Linked DNA regions of Danio rerio: region 2 is linked to region 1. Evidence: chromatin contacts called from public HiCAR-type data. All regions are on one chromosome and are shown on one strand. Each heading gives the region's core, a stretch centred on a gene start, on an enhancer-like site or on the middle of the called end of the contact. The rest is flanking DNA. Distances are from core to core; before and after follow the strand shown. Region 1 holds the start of sun1b (Sad1 and UNC84 domain containing 1b). Region 2 holds the start of LOC141381148.

Evidence for each region. HiCAR-type assays count read pairs that join an accessible place to other places.
Region 2: a contact with region 1 is called in a HiCAR-type map of caudal fin, with 4 times the contacts expected there. The contact joins the promoter of LOC141381148 here to the promoter of sun1b in region 1. A contact is called at or near these places in 3 of 18 Hi-C or Micro-C datasets (caudal fin, hematopoietic stem cells and an unstated tissue) and 1 of 4 datasets of contacts at active chromatin or transcription factors (caudal fin).

Annotation. Positions count from the first base shown.
Region 1 is chr3:11,721,228-11,726,995 of GRCz12tu, forward strand. It overlaps sun1b (Sad1 and UNC84 domain containing 1b), which reads left to right and starts at 4,264. Exons shown (of 23, transcript NM_001018135.2): 1 at 4,264-4,508. The coding sequence starts at 4,497. The region is part of intron 1 of LOC141381148; the gene reads right to left.
Region 2 is chr3:11,774,340-11,779,857 of GRCz12tu, forward strand. LOC141381148 reads right to left here and starts at 3,414. Exons shown (of 3, transcript XM_073944165.1): 1 at 3,257-3,414. sun1b (Sad1 and UNC84 domain containing 1b) reads left to right here. Exons shown (of 23, transcript NM_001018135.2): 10 at 544-642; 11 at 1,311-1,404; 12 at 2,008-2,066; 13 at 4,019-4,221.

The sequences.
Region 1 (5,768 bases), core at 3,014-5,513:
ATAATACATATTTCATAAACCTTTTTTTTGTTTGCCAAATTTTATATTCAGAAAAGCTAGTTTTGCAAGTGTAAACATATTTTTTTATTTTTTTAAAATTGAAATTAAAATGTATTTTAAGTCTATTGAGGGATCATCAAACTTAAAAGTAATAAGAACAAGGACTTTGACGAAGGACTTGACACTTGTCTTGGACTAAATCACTGAAAACCCCTGGATTGTTGTTGTTGATTGATGACATTTGTTGTTAATGTTTTTCCATTAAATAAAAACAGCTGTGGATATTCGCATCAGTGTAGCATAACTCAATGAAATATCAATATAATTGCTGAATTGCTGTGCAACAATAATTTTTACAGAACTGTGAGGGTTGGGAGGGAGTAAAATACAAATTAATGGGGGATTTAATAAAACGTATGAATAATACTTGGTATAATGTTTTTACATTACTGTGATGGTAGGGGTTAATGTTAATGAAATACAAATAATGAGGTAATTTAATAAATAATAGGAATATTACTTGGTATAATTGCTGTTTTAGGTTACTGTGATGGTTGGGGTAGGGGTAAAGGTTAATAAAAACACAAATTAATGGTTAATTTAATAAATAATATAAATATTTCTTGGTAAAATTAATGTTTTCACATTACTTTTATGGCTGGGTTTAGGGTTGGAGTGGGGTAAACATAAATAAAATACAAATTAATGAATAATCCAATAAATAATATGAATAAAAAAAATTAATGAGTAATTTAATAAATAACATGAATAAAACAGTATAATTACTGTTTTTACATTGATGATTGGGTTTAGGGTTGGAATAGGTGTAGACGTTAATAAAATACAAATGAATGGATAATTTAATAAATAATACAGTATAATTACTGTTTTTGCATTACTTTAATGGCTGGGTTTGGGGTCAGAGTAGGGTAAACGTTAATTAAATACAAATTAATGGATAATTTAATGAATAATACAGTGTATTTACTTTTTTTTTTACATTACTTTGATTGTTGGGTTTAGAGTTGGAGTAGGGGTAAATGTTAATAAAAACACAAATTAATGGTATATTTAATAAATAATATGAATATTTCTTGGTATATTTAATGTTTTTACATTACTTTCATGGCTGGTTTTGGGTTGGAGTGGGGTGAACATAAATAAAATACAAATTAATGGATAATTTAATAAATAATATGAATAAAACAGTACTGTTTTTTGCATTACTTTAATGGCTGGGTTTAGGGTTGGAGTAGGTGTAGACATTAATAAAATACAATTGAATGTATAATTTAATAAATAATATGAATAATACTCAGTATAATTAATAAATATAATTACAGTTTTTTACATTACTGTGATGGTAGGGGGTAGACGTTAATAAGATACAAATAATGGGTAAATTAATAGATTAAGGGTGCCCAAACTTTTTCTTTTCTTATGAAGGGCCAAAAAACAAACTTGATTGAGGGCTGTGGGCTGAAGGTAAATATACCAAGCTGTATTACAAAGTTTCCATGAGTAATTTCCTCGTTAATTTAAAAATAATAGAAAACATTATGCATATAAACTAATCAATTGTATATATATTTTTACATTTTATAATGAACCAATTATAATGAAAACAGAAGAATTCCATTATAACATTATGGAGTTTAATGCTGAATACACTAGTCAAGCAGCACCTGCTTTCATTACAACATTTAATTGAAACATTTAATTCAAGTTTGTTTTTTGTAGCTTAAAAATAAAAGTAACAAATGAAAGGTTATTAGAAATGACAATGTGTGTTAAAAACATTAACCCCAACCCTCCCCGAAATTCTCCCTCTCTTCTCAGATGGGATGGCGGGCCAGGTCAAATGTTACAATGGGCCAACTTTAGCCCATGTGCCCTAGTTTGGGCATCTCTAGTATAAATAATTCACGTTGACTTCCGGCAGCAGCTGTATCACTTGTATAGCAACTACCATGTATTGAGCAGTTGTTGTTGCTAAATAAAATCATACAGGATTTGCCTCTTAATATACAAAGTTTAACTTACAGAGTTTTTATTTTGTTTATTTGTTACCCTGACAGTCATTTTTAAACACTGAAAAAAAGAAAGAAGTGGAAGATGGAAAAAAAAAGTCATGCAGTATCAACAAGAGAGCCATAAATCTTATCATGCAATATTTTGTTGCAGTAGTTTGCTTTGTACAGTGCAAACAGAACCTTTGCTTTTTTCTTACTCAATTTTTACTCTGACTTTTACTTGCCCGCCTGCTGCAAATTATGCTTTTGTTATTGAATCATATCCATATTTTTGGATATGAAATAAATGGGTTGCAGTTGTGTGTCTGTTCTATATTTATATTGACAGCAGAGCATTTGTGTTTTATTTATGCAACAGTTTATGCAACAGTTGCTTAGTATGATATTTGGTATATCTGCGGTTAACGGTTTTGCACTGCATCTGAATTTGTGTTTGGGGATTAATATAACTTGATCTATCTATTTTTTTAGTACAGTAGTTTTTTAATATAACTCTTTCTTTTCAGTACAGTTGTTTGGTTTAGAGAAATGGATTGTTTTACAGTATGATGGATTGTGTCTGTCGAAAAGAGAGACACCAGTTCTATTCCTGTACGCTTCACTTAATATTGCAAGACTTTGGGGGTTTTATATTTTGCATATGAAGTCAGTTGTGTAATAGCTGCTTTTTTACACTTTGGCTTAGAAAACAAATGTTGCAATTATTTTTATTAAATCAGTCTAATATGTCAGTACTAAATACATTTGCAGCGAGTCCACAGGGTCATAAAAAGTATTAAAAATTGCTAAATCAATTTAGAGAAATTTAGGCCCTTAAAAAGTATCAAAAAGTCTTAAATGCTTTTTTTTTTTTTTTTTTACAAGATATTAAGTTCAGTATCAGTATGCTAAAGTTTACCTAAATTTAATCTTTAAATATATTGAGATGCTGTGTAGTTTATGAAATCAATAAAATCCTGCTGACATCACACTGCTTTGTTTACTGCAGTAACCAGGGAAACACTGTTTTAGTTTAGGATTCATTTCTTGCAATCAGTATTTAGTAAATATTTATAATATGGTCGCTGGTTTAAGTCTGGTCGGCTGAGCCAGTTGGCATTTCTGTGTGGAGTTTGCATGTTCTTCCGTGTTGGCGTGGGTTTCCTCCGGGTGCTTTAGTTTCCCACACAGCTCAAAGACATGCGGTACAGGTGAATTGAAAAAACTAAATTGACCATAGTGAATGTGTGAATGTAAGAGTGTATGGCTAAGTTGGCGGTTCATTCTGCTGAGGCAACCCCTGATGAATAAAGGGACTAAGCCGAGGTAAAAAGAATGAATGAATGAATGAATGAATAGATATATTAATATTTTGCTCTACTATTTAATTTTGAGCAAAAATGAGCCAACATCGATCATCTGTTTATGATCTGACATTATGTTGAAATGTTCATGCTTAATTTATTGCTCTGTATTTACATTATTTTTATAATAGTTTTGCTTTTAAAATAAGATTTCCTTTCACTTCAGCAAACAACAAGTAATTAAACATATTACTGTATACAAAAATAAATGCATATACCATAAAATAAGACAATAGAAATTTGCAATGTATGATTGTCAGATTTTAACCTGTAATAAAAATATTCACTTCAAGAAGGCAACTTATATTATTAATAAATATTTAGATGTATTACTCTTAGTTGGGCTACTGTTATTTTCATCATTAACAAATACAACCTTTTTAAGTGTAAATATTAGCTATTTAAAAATGCAAATGAGCAAAAAACTTCTGCATTTTTATTAACTGAGGTTAACAAAGACTATTTAAAAACTAACAAATGTTTTCTAAGTTAATACATGAAGAAATACACCCAACTCAAAGTGTTCCTAAAAATGTATCATTATAACTGATTTAAATCTGCGAGTTTGTATCAGGTCGTTCTTTATTTAGTATTTAATCTCATATAGACTGCCCAACACTCTCGCTTCCTCACATTTACTGTCTGTTTTGAGCCCCAATCGCCTGTATTTACGTTTCTGCACGCTGAAGTGACTCTGTTGACAGCTTTACGGACAGGCTCCTCTGAATCCTTATATCCAAGACTGTGTGACGTGAGCGGGGAGGGCGTGACCCGGCCTCTCAGCCAATAGATTCAAAGTATGCGCGTGATTGACAGCTGAGCTTGGAAAATAGGAGGAACGTTCTTGCGACTTTATCCGTCTGGCTTTACTCTGTTGTGGAAGCCATTTTGGGATTTTCCTAGTAGTAATTGTTAGTCAAGCGCGTAACTTTTGGTGTTTTTTTCTCCCTCACGAAGATTGAAGGATTTGTATCTCGCGTTGGGGACGCAGGGGGATTTGTTTGTGTTTTCATTTGTGCGTATACCCGTCGAGATGCGCCACACGCTTTGCGCATCCTCGAACTGGATTGTCATTTCAGAACTGGACTACCTTCAAAACAACAAGAGATTGTAGAAACTGATGGTCAAACTGGCAAGTGCTTTAACGTTTAGTTGCTATTTCTGATTTAATTCACGTCATATGCACAGATTCGTTATTGTTGAAGTGTAGTTATAATAATACAGTGTTTGGTGGACAGTCAGCGAAGCTCCTTTCTTTGCAAACTCTTGACAGAAAACATGGCCCTGCTTTAACTGTCACACACGCGAACGGAAATATTTATATACACTGTTTATGATACGTCACTCGAATCTTCATAAGTAAACACTCTGAAGTGCGCATTAAGGTAATAGAACTGCGCTGATATAGGCTACAGTGTTGCAATGCAAGGCTCTGTGTCAAAACCCACTCACTCTCCTACATAGATAGCGAAGTGGGAACACTTAAACAATGAAACCACTCGTTTTGTTCGGAAAATCTAATTTAATGTTATCTATATGCAAATGATGGTCGATTCTAATGTTTAGAGACTATTTGAAGTGCCTAAAAGTGCTGTCCAGACTAGTTTTTGAGACTCATCCAACGTTGCAATCCTAAATGTTGCAGATTTGAGTTGTGCGTTTGTTATGATTATGCATGCAAATGGAGATAACCACGCATAAAGGCGTGAAGATGTGAATGAGTCGAGATAAAACATAAATCCCTGACTACTTTTTTGTTTGACTTGTGCACAAAGGAAGGAGCTCCTGGTTTTCACCATTGACTTGTTTCATTGCACCATTAGCAGCAGGTCATGTTTGGATAATTGCTCAGCTTGTCTGGGCTTGCGAAATGTGCTTTTTAGAAAAGGAAAAGAGGTGGGAAAGATTCTCTTTTCCTATTCAGCCTGTCTCTTGAGTGAGGAACAGTCGCTTTTGTGGATCTTGTGCACTTTTGAGAATGAGGAGGCATGCATTTAGAGGAAAGGTAAACAAAATTAATACTATTTTATACTTTCACTGAGAGATATCAGCATTTTAATCTTACCCGATTAATATGAAGTAATATTACTATTTATTAAATATTAATAATAATAATAATAAATCGGTTCAGAACAGTTTTGAGAATTAGTATTATTTACTAAATTGACTTGCTAATAAAACCGTAGTAATTTTACAATTTTTATTTAATTTGACTTGGTAATGAGATTATAAAGGTAATCTTCTGAATTTAAAGTTAAACACTAAACTCTCAATGTATGTTTAAAGTTAAGGCTGACATACCAAACCATGGAAAAGTAAGGGAATTTTGATGTTGCGATTTTTAAACGAAACAACATAAACATGATTTTATTCTTTCGCTGGGAGATATCAG
Region 2 (5,518 bases), core at 2,164-4,663, 52 kb after region 1:
TCTTTATTACCTTTATCCCACCTCTCCAGTAGGTGCTGTTTTTTTGCCGAGGTTTTTAATCGTACGTGGTGCTTTAAAGTTTAAAGTTCATAGATTTTAGATTTAATTAGCTAAAAAAAAAACTATTGCCTATTTATTTTAGTATGGTCATTAAATACATTATTTTTTATTTTTGCTGATTAAATAGTACTTTTGCAAGTTAAATATATAGTAATATATATCATTATCGCAACACACAATAACACATTTTCCTAGTATTGTATAGCTCTAATGGCCTGCCGTACGTAAAATATTCTTTAGCCATTTTCTCAGATGTGTAAATGTGGACTGTTTCAAAAATGTCATGTAGTTGTGAACATTTTTTAAAACTGCACGAGAAAGATCACCATCGTTTTCATGGAAACAACGTTAGTTTTGTCTCTTTATAAGCTTTCATGACAACACCATAATGACTCGATGTAAAACACTAAAGTTACTTCTTTTGTGGGTTAAATCTGGACTGGATTGCTGGCTGTTGTCTGACTGTGTTGTTCTGCGACTCAGGTTACGGTCTTCTTCGGGTTTGCCGAGGTTTCGGCTCTGCCGGTGCATTTGTGAGCCGAAAGCTGAAGTCCATTCTGTGGTTTGCAGTGTGTTCTCCAGGTTGATATGATTCCGACTCCAGCATGCTTGACTTTTTTTTTTTCTCTCCCTCACTTTCTCCTGTCCTTCTGATCAGGGTTTATTAAACCAGCACAGTCTTTAACTATTTAAATATTTGTTAAAATATAATTTAACTTTTTCTAGAGGAATAAATTAATAGAAAGACAGAGCAGCAACAGATATTTGGAATAAGAATTTAGTTTGAAACATTAATAATTACTGTAATCTAATTGTAGCATTAATACTTAATTGTATTATTATTATTGTTGTTACTATTGCATGTTTCATCGCTAAATTAAGTCAGCAATATCCAAACTTTTGGACAATGTGCTGGTTTGGTTTTTCCTGATATCAAACAAAATTATCAAACATGATATTTGATTGAGACTCCAGCATGCCTGTCTGTCTGTCTGTCTCTCACTTCCTTCTGTCCTTCATTATCAGACATCATTTGACAGTATTTTTTATCCTTCTTTTCAACAATAGTGTATCAACATCTCCTTCTTTCTGAAATCTGAACTCATTTTAACCAGTGCTTCCTTTCTTAACTTTTCAGCTGTGGTGGTTGCAGTGCATCCGTGTCTCTGTGTCTGATTCTCCGACTAATAATCATCATCTGTGAATCTTTTTGTGCTGTGTTTGATGTCCTCCTCTTGTGTTTTGAACAGGGAAAGCAGCGACTGGCGCCTTCTGGTGGCTTGGAACAGGATGGTATCAGCTGGTGGCTCTCATGTCTCTCATCAACGTCTTTCTTCTCACTAGGTAAAAGTTCACATTAGTGCTGCACGGTACTGGAGAAATATGAGATATTGTTGAGTATGAACGATAGCAATACTTCTTACAATATATCATTTCCCTAGAAAATGTCAGTTTTTTTTTTATTAGCAATGTTTTAAATCATTTATTTATTTAATAGTAAAAAACTGGTCAAATGTATGTTTTAGATCTAATTCAGACAAAAAAAACTGTCAAAATCATTAAAACACTATGAATGATTGAAAATTACTTTAATTATGAGTGTCTATTACATTACACTATTACATTGAGCAAGAAGCTTCAGCCAATTGCAGAACAGCAACCACTGCGGAGGTGGGGATAAAGATGGAATGGCACCATCTGATTGGTCAGATTTAGATAAACATCCATTGCATAAAATAAATGTCATTTATCGCAAATGTCTCAATATGTATATCGCATATACTACAATGATAAGCTTGCAAAACATTAAGCAGCCTTAGTTTACCTAAATGTTTTCTTCTTGCTTCTTTATTAAAATGCATTGTTTAATCATGTTGATTGTTCTCTTTGGTTATGCGTTTATGATGAATGTTTTTGAGAGTGGTTTATTGTATATTTGTCTGTCAGGTGTCTGCCCAAACTACTGAAGCTGCTTCTGTTTCTGCTGCCGTTTCTGCTGCTGTTTGGTGAGGACTCATTGAATTGATTTGAAGTAAAATCTGACGCTGCATGAAAGTAGTAGGATTTGCTTTTTGGATGAGTTGGAAGATTGGATATACACTATCATTCAAAATCTGGAGTAGAAGTCTGTGTGTGCATGTGCGTGTATAATACTTTTTTTCAACATGGACTAATTTAACCCTTTGTCCTGCAAAGAACCATAAGGTAAAGTCATTGACAGTAGCTATGTTTCCATCTACCTATTTTTAGGTGCATTTTGGAAACGGTTGATGGACACACCAAGATGAGCATAAATTTGGAAAATTTGCAATAAAAATGCACAAAACTGTAATTTTTAAAAAGGCATCAAGAAAAAAAGTACTTTTGCTTTAAAAAAAAATAATAAAGTGTAAAGACCCAATTCACATAAAACAATGTATACATTAAGTGGCTTTATGTGTTTGTGGGAAAGGCATGTCAGAAAGGGTGGATTTCTTTGTGAAAAACACTTTCAATCCAATTGAGAGAAATATGCAAACAAAAGTTCTCTATTAAAAGCTGTCAGGGTTTTTGTATTTTCTTTCGGTGGCAGAGAAACCATTATAATGATCCAGAAATTCCTCTATAAAGCCACTGGCACTGATCTGCAGCCACACTTGTGCAATCATTGGTAGTTCAACCCAGATGGCTCTACTTACTCTCTGGATTGCTTTCACACTTCTCCACGGTTGCTCAACACACACACACATTCTCCACTTCTCCATTCCCAAAACCAGAGGTGTGGCTCTAAGTTACATTTATAAATTGAGTCACAAAAATGTCAATTATATACTGTATAAAGGAGCACACCTCTATTTTAAATCAATATTTTTTATAGGATTCTTTGCAATAATGTATTTGCATATAGAAATTCTTCTGTTTCTAGAGACAATGGAGTTGCACCCAGGTCAGTCTGTGGTGGAGTTGCAGTGCCTAGTATACTATATACATTAGATTAGTCAGTGCCAAAGCCAAATCTGGAACTAATCTAACAAAACTTACAAGCCAAATAAAATATTAAGTACATTTTAATAGACAGGATAAATCAACGAAAACATTTTAAAATATTAATTTTATTTATTTAAAAAAAAAAATTTTCAATAAACCAATTATTATGATCTTAAAGATGTTTTTTCCTAAAGATGTTTTTGACCATTCTCTTATTTTATGGATATACTCTGGGTGAAATAAGTGTTGAATACGTCACCATTTTTCTCAGAAAACATATTTCTAAAGGTGTTGTTGACTTGAAATTTTCACCAGATGTTGGTAACAACCAAAAAAATCCATCTATGAAAAAAAAACAAATCTAATTAGTTTACAAATGAAGTTATGTGTATTAAAATGTAATGACACAGGAAAAAAGTATTGAACACATGAAGAAAGGGAGGTGTAGAAAGGCAGTGAAAGCCCAGACAGCAGCTGAAATCTCTCAGTAGTTCTTCAGCAATCCTCTGCGCTTCCTCAGTGTAAAGGAATATTAGCTGCTTCAGTCCAACATCTATATTAGCAGGATAATGAAGATGAAACCAGGACATTTTAGCAAGACAATAATCCAAAATACAGCAAAAGAAAATCTCAAATGATTTTAGAGAAAGGAAATCAAGCTTTTTAATGGCCTAGCCAATCACCTGACTCGAATCTAATAGAAAATACAAAATAAAGATCAGATTTGATAGAAGAGACCCACAGAAGAGTCAAGAATTTTACACTCTGTTGAAGTCTGTGAAAAACTCACACCTGAGCGATGCATGTGGCTTCATTCTCCACATGAGACTCGTCTTTAAGCTGCTAATATATTCTTTATTCACAGAGAAACAAAAAAAGAGTTTCTGACTCCTAGTTAGTTTTGTGCAGTAAGTCATCAATAAATTCAGCCTTTTATGCAAATAATGTGATTTTTCTAAGGTTTTCCTGTTCTTTTTTTCCCTGTTTATAGGATTATGGTATCTCGGTCTACCCATCGCCCTGTCCTTCCTTCCCGCTGTAAACCTCACTGAGTGGAAAACATCAGTCACTTCTTTCGCATCACTTCCTGCTCTGCCATCCTTTCCCTCTTTTCCTTCGTTACCAGCGCTACCCTCTTTCACAAAAGAACCCCTGCTTAAAGAGCAAGATGTCCCTCCACTGGTCGTCGCACAGGTAATAAACCAGGCGTAAAACAACATCTGGCTGTAGATGTGTGCAAATATTAAATATAATCATAACGATGATCCCTAGTTATATTATTATTATCAAGTGCTCTTTAAAACGATATGAATAGAATGATTGGTTATTTAAACATTTTCAGTGCCTTTGAGGAATATCCAGATTGTTGTATTTGCATCACAGTACTAAATGCTTGGTTTTAATATGATTTATTAAGTATGTATATGATAGTAAATGTTTATTTATACATGTTAGTTTGGTCTAATGCAGCTCTAAGGGCATCCTCTACATATGTAAAACATATGCTGGGTAAGTTGGTGGTTCATTCTGTTGTGGCGACCTCATATGAATAAAGGGACTAAGCCGAAGGGAAATGAATGAAAACCTTTAGTCTAATCAGTTTTTACATGGTTCATGACATGCGCGAGAATGATTATTGAATTGATATTTTTCTGATAGTTTTTATGCCTAATGTTGGTAAACACTTTACGATATGCCTCCATTTGTTAACATTAGCTATTTAACTTATATGACAATTCAATTCAATTAATCTTTATTTGGATGGCGCTTTTACAGTGTAGATTGTTTCAAAGCAGCTTCACATAGAAGATCATAGTAAATTGAAACGGTGTAGTTCAGTTTTCAGAGTTTAAGTTCAGTTCAGTTTATCTCAGTTCAGTGTGTTTTAATAATCACTACTGAAAGTCCAAACACTGAAGAGCAAATCCATCGATGCGCAACTCTACAGATCCCGAACCATGTAAGCCAGTGGCGACAGCAGCGAGGAAAAAATTTCACCAATTGGCATAAGTAAAGAATTAAAAAAAAACCTTGAGAGAACCAGGCTCAGTTGGGCACGACCATTTCTCCTCTGGCCAAACGTCTTGTGCAGAGCTGCAGTCTAGGCACCGGACGCTGGAAAGCTGGACCTCAGCAAAGACTCGTCTGTCCCTGGAGCGTCACAGGAATCAGTCTCATGCTCTTCACTCCTCCATGACCACCACAGCAGCTGCTCAGGGTACAGCCTGGTCCAGGATTATGGAAACCTTGGGATCATCTTGTCGCTGGTCTTGGATCGAATCAGTGGAATCAAAAGAGTCAACAGTCTTTACCATCTTTAATACACTCAGTTAGCTTAGACAGTTTAGACATCTCATCTCATTTAGTTGAAATATATAATTGAGTATCATCTGAATAGCAGTGAAAGCTGATCCCATGTCTTGTAATAATGTTTCCCAGGGGTAGCATGTATATTGTAAACAGAAAAGGGCCTAAAACCGATCCTTGAGGC